Regions from separate parts of the Mus musculus genome. Here region 1 is linked to region 2. Evidence: chromatin contacts called from public Hi-C data. All regions are on one chromosome and are shown on one strand. Each heading gives the region's core, a stretch centred on a gene start, on an enhancer-like site or on the middle of the called end of the contact. The rest is flanking DNA. Distances are from core to core; before and after follow the strand shown.

What was found. A called contact is a pair of places that touch in the nucleus more often than the background predicts.
Region 1: a Hi-C map of cerebellum shows a contact between it and region 2, with 1.7 times the contacts expected there. The contact joins the enhancer-like site here to the promoter of Tst in region 2. A contact is called at or near these places in 1 of 484 Hi-C or Micro-C datasets (cerebellum), 2 of 115 datasets of contacts at active chromatin or transcription factors (large pre-B cells and pancreatic cancer cells) and 1 of 9 other capture datasets (adipose tissue).

What each region holds. Positions count from the first base shown.
Region 1 is chr15:78,081,422-78,085,339 of GRCm38.p6, reverse strand. The region is part of intron 1 of Cacng2 (calcium channel, voltage-dependent, gamma subunit 2); the gene reads left to right. Among named protein-coding and RNA genes, the nearest start is that of A730060N03Rik, 35 kb to the left of the region's middle. Within about 2 kb of position 2,244, at least 10 of the 459 cell types and tissues checked have an H3K27ac peak or open chromatin away from gene starts, as enhancers often do. A contact at or near this core is called in cerebellum, where this site is marked.
Region 2 is chr15:78,404,044-78,408,185 of GRCm38.p6, reverse strand. Tst (thiosulfate sulfurtransferase, mitochondrial) reads left to right here and starts at 2,321. Exons shown (of 2, transcript NM_009437.5): 1 at 2,321-2,947. The coding sequence starts at 2,353. It overlaps Mpst (mercaptopyruvate sulfurtransferase), which reads right to left and starts at 1,474. Exons shown (of 3, transcript NM_001162493.1): 1 at 1,442-1,474.

The sequences.
Region 1 (3,918 bases), core at 995-3,494, 320 kb after region 2:
ATGACATAGCATTTGCCATCCTAAGCATTTTTTGAGTTTTGGAAATTCAGTGTTTTGAAATTCATTCAGTGGTGTGAGATATGCTCGATCCTATGAGATATGGTTATGTGCAACAGTCTCTACAATCCACCTCTCGAATGAGCACCATATTGTAAAACTGAAACTCAGTGCCTGCTAAACACTAGTTCTCCATCCAGCCCTTGGCCATGCCCATTCTATTTTCTCTCTGAAGTTTTGTCTTTCCTAGGGATCGCATATAAACAGAACCACACACTATCTCTTTGAAGTATGCTCATTTATGATGCGGTTTCTGAAAACTTGGTGCCATTCCATTACCTCATGGCAGTACCGGTGAAAGAATTTCCTCTGTTTTCAGGATGAATAATATTTCACGGGATAGATACACCACATATAACCACCAAGGGATGTATGGGCTGATTTGGGGTTTTAACTATAAGCAAAGATATACAAATAGCTTTGGCCCCTTCCATTCTTTAGACTATGTACCCAGAAGTGTAATTGTGAGTTGTGCGGTCATTCTATTCTTAACTTTTGGAGTGACACCTATATCATCTCCACATTGACAACACCACTTAATACCTTATTCACAGTGCGCAGGGTTGCCGTTTCTCCACCTCCTGCCACCACAATTTACTTAGGTTTCTTAAAAGCAGCCACACTGATGGTATCTTCTCATTGAGAGTTAGACTTGCACCCCTTGGGTTAGATATACCAAGCATCTCCCTTTATATGTGTGGCTGCTTCTTGTGGGAGATGTTGATTTTAGTCCTTTGTTCATCTCTGAATTGAGAAGAGTGTGTGTGTGTGTGTGTGTGTGTGTGTGTGTGTGTGTGTGTGTGTGTGTTTATGTGCATATGTGTATATTATGTATGCATGCATGTGTGCATGTATATATGTGTGTGTATGCACATGTGTGTGGTATGTATATACACATATGCATGTGCATGTTTGTGTGCATGTGTGTGCTTATATTTACATGTGTAACTATGTGTGTGCATTCACATATATGTGTACATGTGAGAATATATATATGCATGTGTGTGCATGTGTGCATATGTGCATTTGTATGTATATATGAATGTGAATGTATACATACACTTGTACTTGTATAAACACATGTACATATGTGTATACACATTTACATGCACATATACACACTTACATGCACACACATACATATATACATTCTCACATGCACACATATATGTGAATGCACACACTTAGGGATACATATATATGTGTGTGCATATGAGAGCATTATGTATGTGTATGTGTGAATGTGTATAGATGAGTATGGGTATGGGTACATGTATTGTGTATGTTGTTGTGTGCGTGTATGTGTGTGCTTATATGTGCATATGTGAGTGCACAAGTGTATGCTTACTAGTGGAATTTTAAAAGGGCATAGCATGAGAAGACCTACAGTGATGACAAGCTAGCATATGACAGCGGGGGAGTATGTGTCTAACAGGCTCAAGGCTCTGGGTTCGGTCCTCGGCACTAGGAAACACACTGCAGTAAGAACAGAAGCTCTCATTTGTTAAACATACCAGCTACCGTGTGATCTCTGTGTGCACTGGCTCCTCAGTGACAATCCTATGAGTCTCAGGTGGCTCGGTTCCTTACTCAGAGATGAGGCCATGGGCATGCAGGACAATTAAGCAACCTACACAGGACACAGGGCACACAAGTGGGCTGAGCACGCATCAAACCTAGGCAGAGTCCGAATGCTAACCATGGGGCTCTGCTGTGCTAGAACACTCCTTTTGGCTGCATGGGAGGGTAGATATTGGGGTGGGGGAGCAGAGGGCTTGGGACGAAGTAAGGAGATGCAGGAAGTGACCATGTGACCATCCACATGCCCCTGCCACATGCCAGCCCCACCTCCCTTCCTTTAGGAACCTTTCCCATGAGCCTCTCCATGCCCTGATATCCTCCTACACGGATCTTCTTCCCTACCAGCGCCCGGATGCTCACCTGACCTTCTGAAGGTTCTGACTCCCAGGGCTCCCGCCTCTCTCATCAGAGCTAAGTGTCGATCAGAAACTCTGTTCCCAGTCCATTCTCTCTACACTTCAGCTTTCAAGCATGTGCCCCCCAACACTGAAATTTCTGCCTTGACATTTTCCTTTCTTGCTCTGTAAACATTAGGAGCGGGTGCGATAAGAGACGGCCCCCTTTATTCTACTCCAGTCTAGCAAACATAATCGAATTAGGCGAGGCCTTTAGTGAGCACACCCCAGCTGCTTCCTCCTTCCTCCTCTGCCAGCCTGCCCAACTCAGGTCTGTCAGGAGGCTTCAGAGAGAGTCAAAAAGCCAGCCTGGAACAGAAGTTAAATCCTGGTCAGTCCGCAGCCCAGTGGGAGGCCTGGATGGGCTGATCTCTCTGAAGCTGTGTGATCTGTGCCAGGGAGGGAGAGGGCGTGCCACATCTACATCACCAGAAATAACATTGCATTTTCATGTGGCTTTGGTGACATTAACCCTGTCCAGGGTCTGGCACCCAGAGAGGCACCAAGTAGGAGATCAATAAATACTTTTCAATGAATGAATGAATGGATCAATGAATGTTTTGGTGGATGAATGAATGCACACATCTCTTGGCCTCTTATGTGTGTGTGACCCTGACCTACCTTGGCCCCTCCTTCCTTACTCTCCCTGTCACCCTGGCAGCTTTGGTGTGTGAGGCCCTTGGAATAACATCAAGTTCCAGATTTTTTTTTCTGCTCTCAAGCAAAGTTTAATATGAAGATGGGCAAGTTTAGGAAGCTTTTAGCTAGGTAAGGCGGAAGAGAGCTGAAATACCCAGGAACAAATGAGCAAGGGAGCTGCCATTCCTTAATGAACTCAGGTGTGGCCCCATAGGCGGAATGTCTGCTTGTGCCTGCCACTCACAGCCCAGTTCCTTCTGAACCTCTTCAGGGCACTGGTGCCCTTGGTTAGAAGCCAGGCCATGTGACCGGGCCCTGTGTCCTGAATTCCCCTGCCTTCCAGCCCCCTACAGATGGGAGCCAGCTTAGGACTACCTTGTTCTTGCCCAGGACACAGCAGGTCCCCATGACGCGGCCCTGCTCAACTCTGAACAGTACCAGGCAGTCATCTGAAGCACCCGGGGATGCTGAGAACGGGGAGCCATTCGAGCTCTTTGGAAGTCTGCTTCCCACAGCTTGCGGGAGAGGCCCCCTCGAGACACATTAATAAAGATTAAAGGTCTCTCTCGTCCCTGTGATCTTCGCCGTGTCAAAGGGAAAGAGTCGCTTTGCTCTCCTTCTCTCTGCCGTTTATTAATATTACAGAGTTTGCTCCAGAAAGGAAAACGCTTCAGGTGCCTGGAGAAGACGCGGCCTTTGGAGCCCATCGCACTTCCGCGTCCTCTTATCAGCTCGTTCCCAGCTCCTGCACAGCACTTACCGGAAATGCACCGCCCCAGAGTCTGAGGGGGCAGAGGTGGCTCTTTCCCCGAAGTACCCCTTGGCATGTACCAAAGGCCATTCAGCTTAGGAGATCTGGCATCATCTTGGTTCGCAGAGCAGTGTGGTCTAATTGTCAGGTTGGTCGGGGGAAAGGCACCTGCCTATCCACACTGCGTCCACCGAGCACGCTGCCCATGGCAAATGCTGGCACCTGACAGGATGGGTAGGACTCCCATCTCACAGGGCTTTTTTGCTCCTAGTGAAGCAAGGGGATAGAATCCTGGAGACAGGAACCTGTGGTCTCTGTGTGTTCCAGCTTTTTCTTTTTCCCTTTCAATGGTAATTGTTTTTAGCAATGCATTACGGAGCCTCAGGATCAGCTCAGCCACTCTCGTTCGCCTCCCTAGATGGCACAGAGCCCTGGGGACACAGAGCTAAGTACATCAAGGTCCAGTAAAACAGAAATGCATAACTGGTGCCCTAG
Region 2 (4,142 bases), core at 1,072-3,571:
CCACCATGCCAGACTCCAAAACCCACCTCTTAGTGAGAATAAAAACGTGACTATAGAAGGGCCACCACTGACCCTATAAACAGCTTCTTTGAATGATCATTTAGGGAAGTTGAATGCAAACCTGCTATTCCTTCCTTTACTCTCCTAATGGCCCTTGAGTCTACAGCTGGCCTTAGACTTCCAGGGGGTGGGACTTCAAAGGTCTGAGGTCACTACCCTCCCTGCTTGATTGACAGTTATGACAAAAGACCCCAGGCAGCAGAAAGAGAGTCAGAGAGGCTAGGCTATGAGTGCTCATGAGGGGAAGAGACCAGAAAGAGACTAGGTTTCTTTGTGCTTGAAGGGCCAGGATCCCAGGGGAGAGTAGCTCTCTGGAAGTCCATCAGGACATATAGGACAGGCCCAGGCCATCCTAAGTTAGTGTGAGCCTATATATCCCACCCATGGGGGGTGGGGGTTCGGGCACTGAAGAGCATCTCCCTAACTAGACCCTCCTGGTACCTTCTCTTCCCTACTGTCAAGCTCCAGGTGCAGAGTATGCTGGGAAAATGCTAGACAGTGAATTTTTGCAACACACTGTGACAGTATTTCAGGGTAGGATAGATGCTCAAAAAAACAGGGAGGGGAGTTCAAGAGAAAAGCATTCCAGGGGAACAGAATAGACTAGAGAGGGGGTGTACAGCTGGTTTGCAGGAGCCATGCTCTATTTCCAGATATCTTGCTTATTGGGATTTATATAAATTTACAATGAAGTGGTAAAAACTGAAGCCCAAGACGACAACGACGACTACTACTACTACTAAGCATAAGGCTTCAAGGATGGACAGGTAAACCGAGGCAGCTCCCACCACTTTGGGCTTCAGGTGAGAAATTAGTCCCTTTTCCACTACGTGCCTTGGCACCTCCTGGCTCTACCTGTTTCTCCTGTTGGGAGTTCAGCTCAATCCGGCAGGGTCGTGAAGGCACTCGGCAAGGCGGGCTTCATAAATGCTAGTTTTATTTTTATTCCGTTCTGTTACTTTCTCCTCTTGGGGCATGCTAGATCTCCTCACCACAGCTCCTCTGAATTGCTTTGTTTATTCTCTTGCTCCCCCCCCCCAACTTTCTCAGGAGGCATCAGGTCTTTCCAAACCCCATCCACTCACTGCTACCCACCTGTCTCTTATCCCACACCAACCCACAGACGGCCACAAGCAGCCACGGACAGTCTTCCTAAGGCAAATTAGAGGCGCCCTGGAAACTCTTCTCTCATAGACTGCATCCCCTCCTCCACTCCCGCGTGATACCACGCTATGCACCCCCGGAGAAGCACCCTCTCTCACAGAAAAGCAAGTAGGACGCGTTGGGTAGCAGATACCAGGGATTTGCGCTCCCCGTTTCCCAGCTCCGCCATGTCACCCCCTCCCCACGCCCTCAGAGGTTCCCTCCTTCCGCCACCAACCTGCGGCCAGCCAAAGGGAGGAGACTTGGGCACAGCCCACTGTTTGGGCCACTCCGAGACGTTGCACCTTCCATTTCCCGTACTGCGGGGGACGCAGGCGCCATGAAGCCGGGTTGCGCGCTGCCCCAGTGTCACCTCGAGCTTCAAATAGCCCCCTTTATGTATGAGAAGTATTATACGAGGAGGGGCAAACAAGACTCCCGTGCGAAGACGCAGAAGCTGTTCGGAATCCCGACTGTCTACGAGAGAGGTTTCTCTCCTCACCCCCATGGGAGGCGGTACAATGGTGCGGGCCACTTGAGAACCCTCCCGGCTCCTGGTTTGAACCCTCCAGCTTCTTCGGAGCGCAAGGGCGAGTGCCAGCCCAGCTACTTTTGCGACTGAGTGCAGCGAGCCGCCCAGGATGGAGCCGCTAGCTGGGTCCTGGCGAAAGCAGGGCAGAGTGCCTGGAGCCCTTTCACCGGAATTGGACATTCTAGAAGCCAGAGAACTCTGGCTGCAAGAAACGAAAGCAGAAGGGTAATCAGTGCGCCCGGAGAGGCGACTGGAAGGCCATCTCTGACTTGTGTTTGTTTTTCCCATTCTTGAAGACAGAGTCCTGAGCCAGCCCCTCCCACCAATTTGCTGCTATAGTAATGCACCGAAGCTCTTAGCCACGCCCACCTGCCCTCCTAGGCACCAGAAAGGGAGGGCGCCGGGGAAGTGGGAGGGGTGGAGCAGGCTTTCCCTAGGGAATGTGCCAACCTCTCCCACTGTGAGTCTGGCTCTGAGTGTAGTTACGATTGCACGCTGGGAAAATGTAGTGGGAGCAACAGCCCCGCCCCCTGGGCTCCGCCCACCGCACTCAGCCCTCTCAGGCCTGTCTCTTTCCTGGTTCCCAACCGCGCCAGGTGACTCGCAGAACTGACACTATGGTACATCAGGTGCTCTACCGGGCGCTGGTATCCACCAAGTGGCTGGCGGAATCCATTCGGTCTGGCCGCCTGGGGCCCAGCCTTCGGGTGCTGGACGCGTCTTGGTACTCACCCGGGACCCGCCAGGCACGCAAAGAGTACCAGGAGCGACACGTGCCTGGCGCGTCCTTCTTTGATATAGAGGAATGCCGGGACACGACTTCGCCTTATGAGATGATGCTGCCCAGTGAGGCCCACTTTGGGGACTATGTGGGCAACCTGGGCATAAGCAACGACACACATGTGGTGGTATACGATGGAGATGACCTGGGCAGCTTCTATGCACCCAGAGTCTGGTGGATGTTTCGTGTGTTTGGCCACCGCACAGTGTCAGTGCTCAATGGTGGCTTCCGGAACTGGCTGAAGGAGGGCCACCCGGTGACATCTGAGCCCTCGAGGCCAGAGCCAGCCGTTTTCAAAGCCACACTGAATCTCTCCCTGCTCAAGACCTATGAGCAGGTCCTAGAGAATCTCCAGTCTAAAAGGTTCCAGCTGGTGGACTCTCGGGCCCAAGGACGGTACCTGGGCACACAACCGGAGCCGGATATAGTAGGTAGGTGTTCCAGTGGCCCTTGGGAGGATTGCACAACAAAAGGATGGGGAATCAAAAAACCCCTGGATCCCTCAGGCCCTCTAGGTAGACTTGTCTTTCCATCTGTAAAATGGGAGGGTACGGCCAACCTTGAAGTCTTTTATAGCGCTCATACATGGGGGCCCTGTGTGCCATAGCCGGGTGCTAACAAGCTGCCCCTATTAGGTGACTGGGGTCCTGTCCATCCATGGTCCACTTCCAGGCACCAGCGCTCCCACATGCAGTAGATGTACGAAAAGGTGTTCTCTCCACAAGCAGTCATTTGTATGGCTGCACAGAGGTCTACAAATCTCTTCCCACTCTCTCCATCCCAGAAGCCCTTTCAAATATCAACAAGGCCCTTCTGAGCTCTTCTGGGACCCTGGCTAGTGTCTGTGAAAGGCACCTCAGTTCATAACCTCAGCAAGTGGCTGCGACCTGTCTGTTACAGCAGCTATCAGCCAGGGAAATGGACGGGATGAAATACCTGACTTAGATGAAGCACTGGGGGATTGTTACTTGGTCAGTTAAGTGGTAGAATCTGGATTTGAACCTGGTATCATTTTGTTTTAACCCAGGGTTCGAAATCCAGATATAAATCCATTCAGTCCCACCACCATTTCCTAGGGTTCAGGGGCTCCTCCTGTGCTAGGTATTCCTGGAAAGATGGCCCCTTGGGTCCCCTTTGGTATGTGTGAGAAAGCCTGAAGAAGTCTGTATAGTTTAGGAGTCAGGAAAAAATAAACTCAGGAGATGAAATGCTGCTTTCTAGAGGCGCCTGACCAGAGGCAACCCCAAGTTTTGGCCCACCTCACCTCTCTCTCTCTCTCTCTCTCTCTCTCTCTCTCTCTCTCTCTCTCTCTCTCTGCCTCCCTCATCAGTAAGACTTAACTCCAGGATACATTTTGCCTAACTTGTTTCAAAATGTTGCCTAAAAAGTTTCAAAACTTGCCTACAAAGTTTCAAAAACTTGTCTCTTCCTTTCTGCCAGCTGATGTCAGCAACCCTGTTTTTACAGTCTTAGTACTAAATTCTCATCCCACTGGACAGAGGGGGCCTTGGCACACAGGCAGCAGTAGATCAAGGCCACACATGGAGTTGGCAGAGGCTGGCATTGCTCCAGTCTCACTCTCTCCAGGCCTTTGATTTCTCCCGCCTGCTTGGCTCTGGGAAGGTC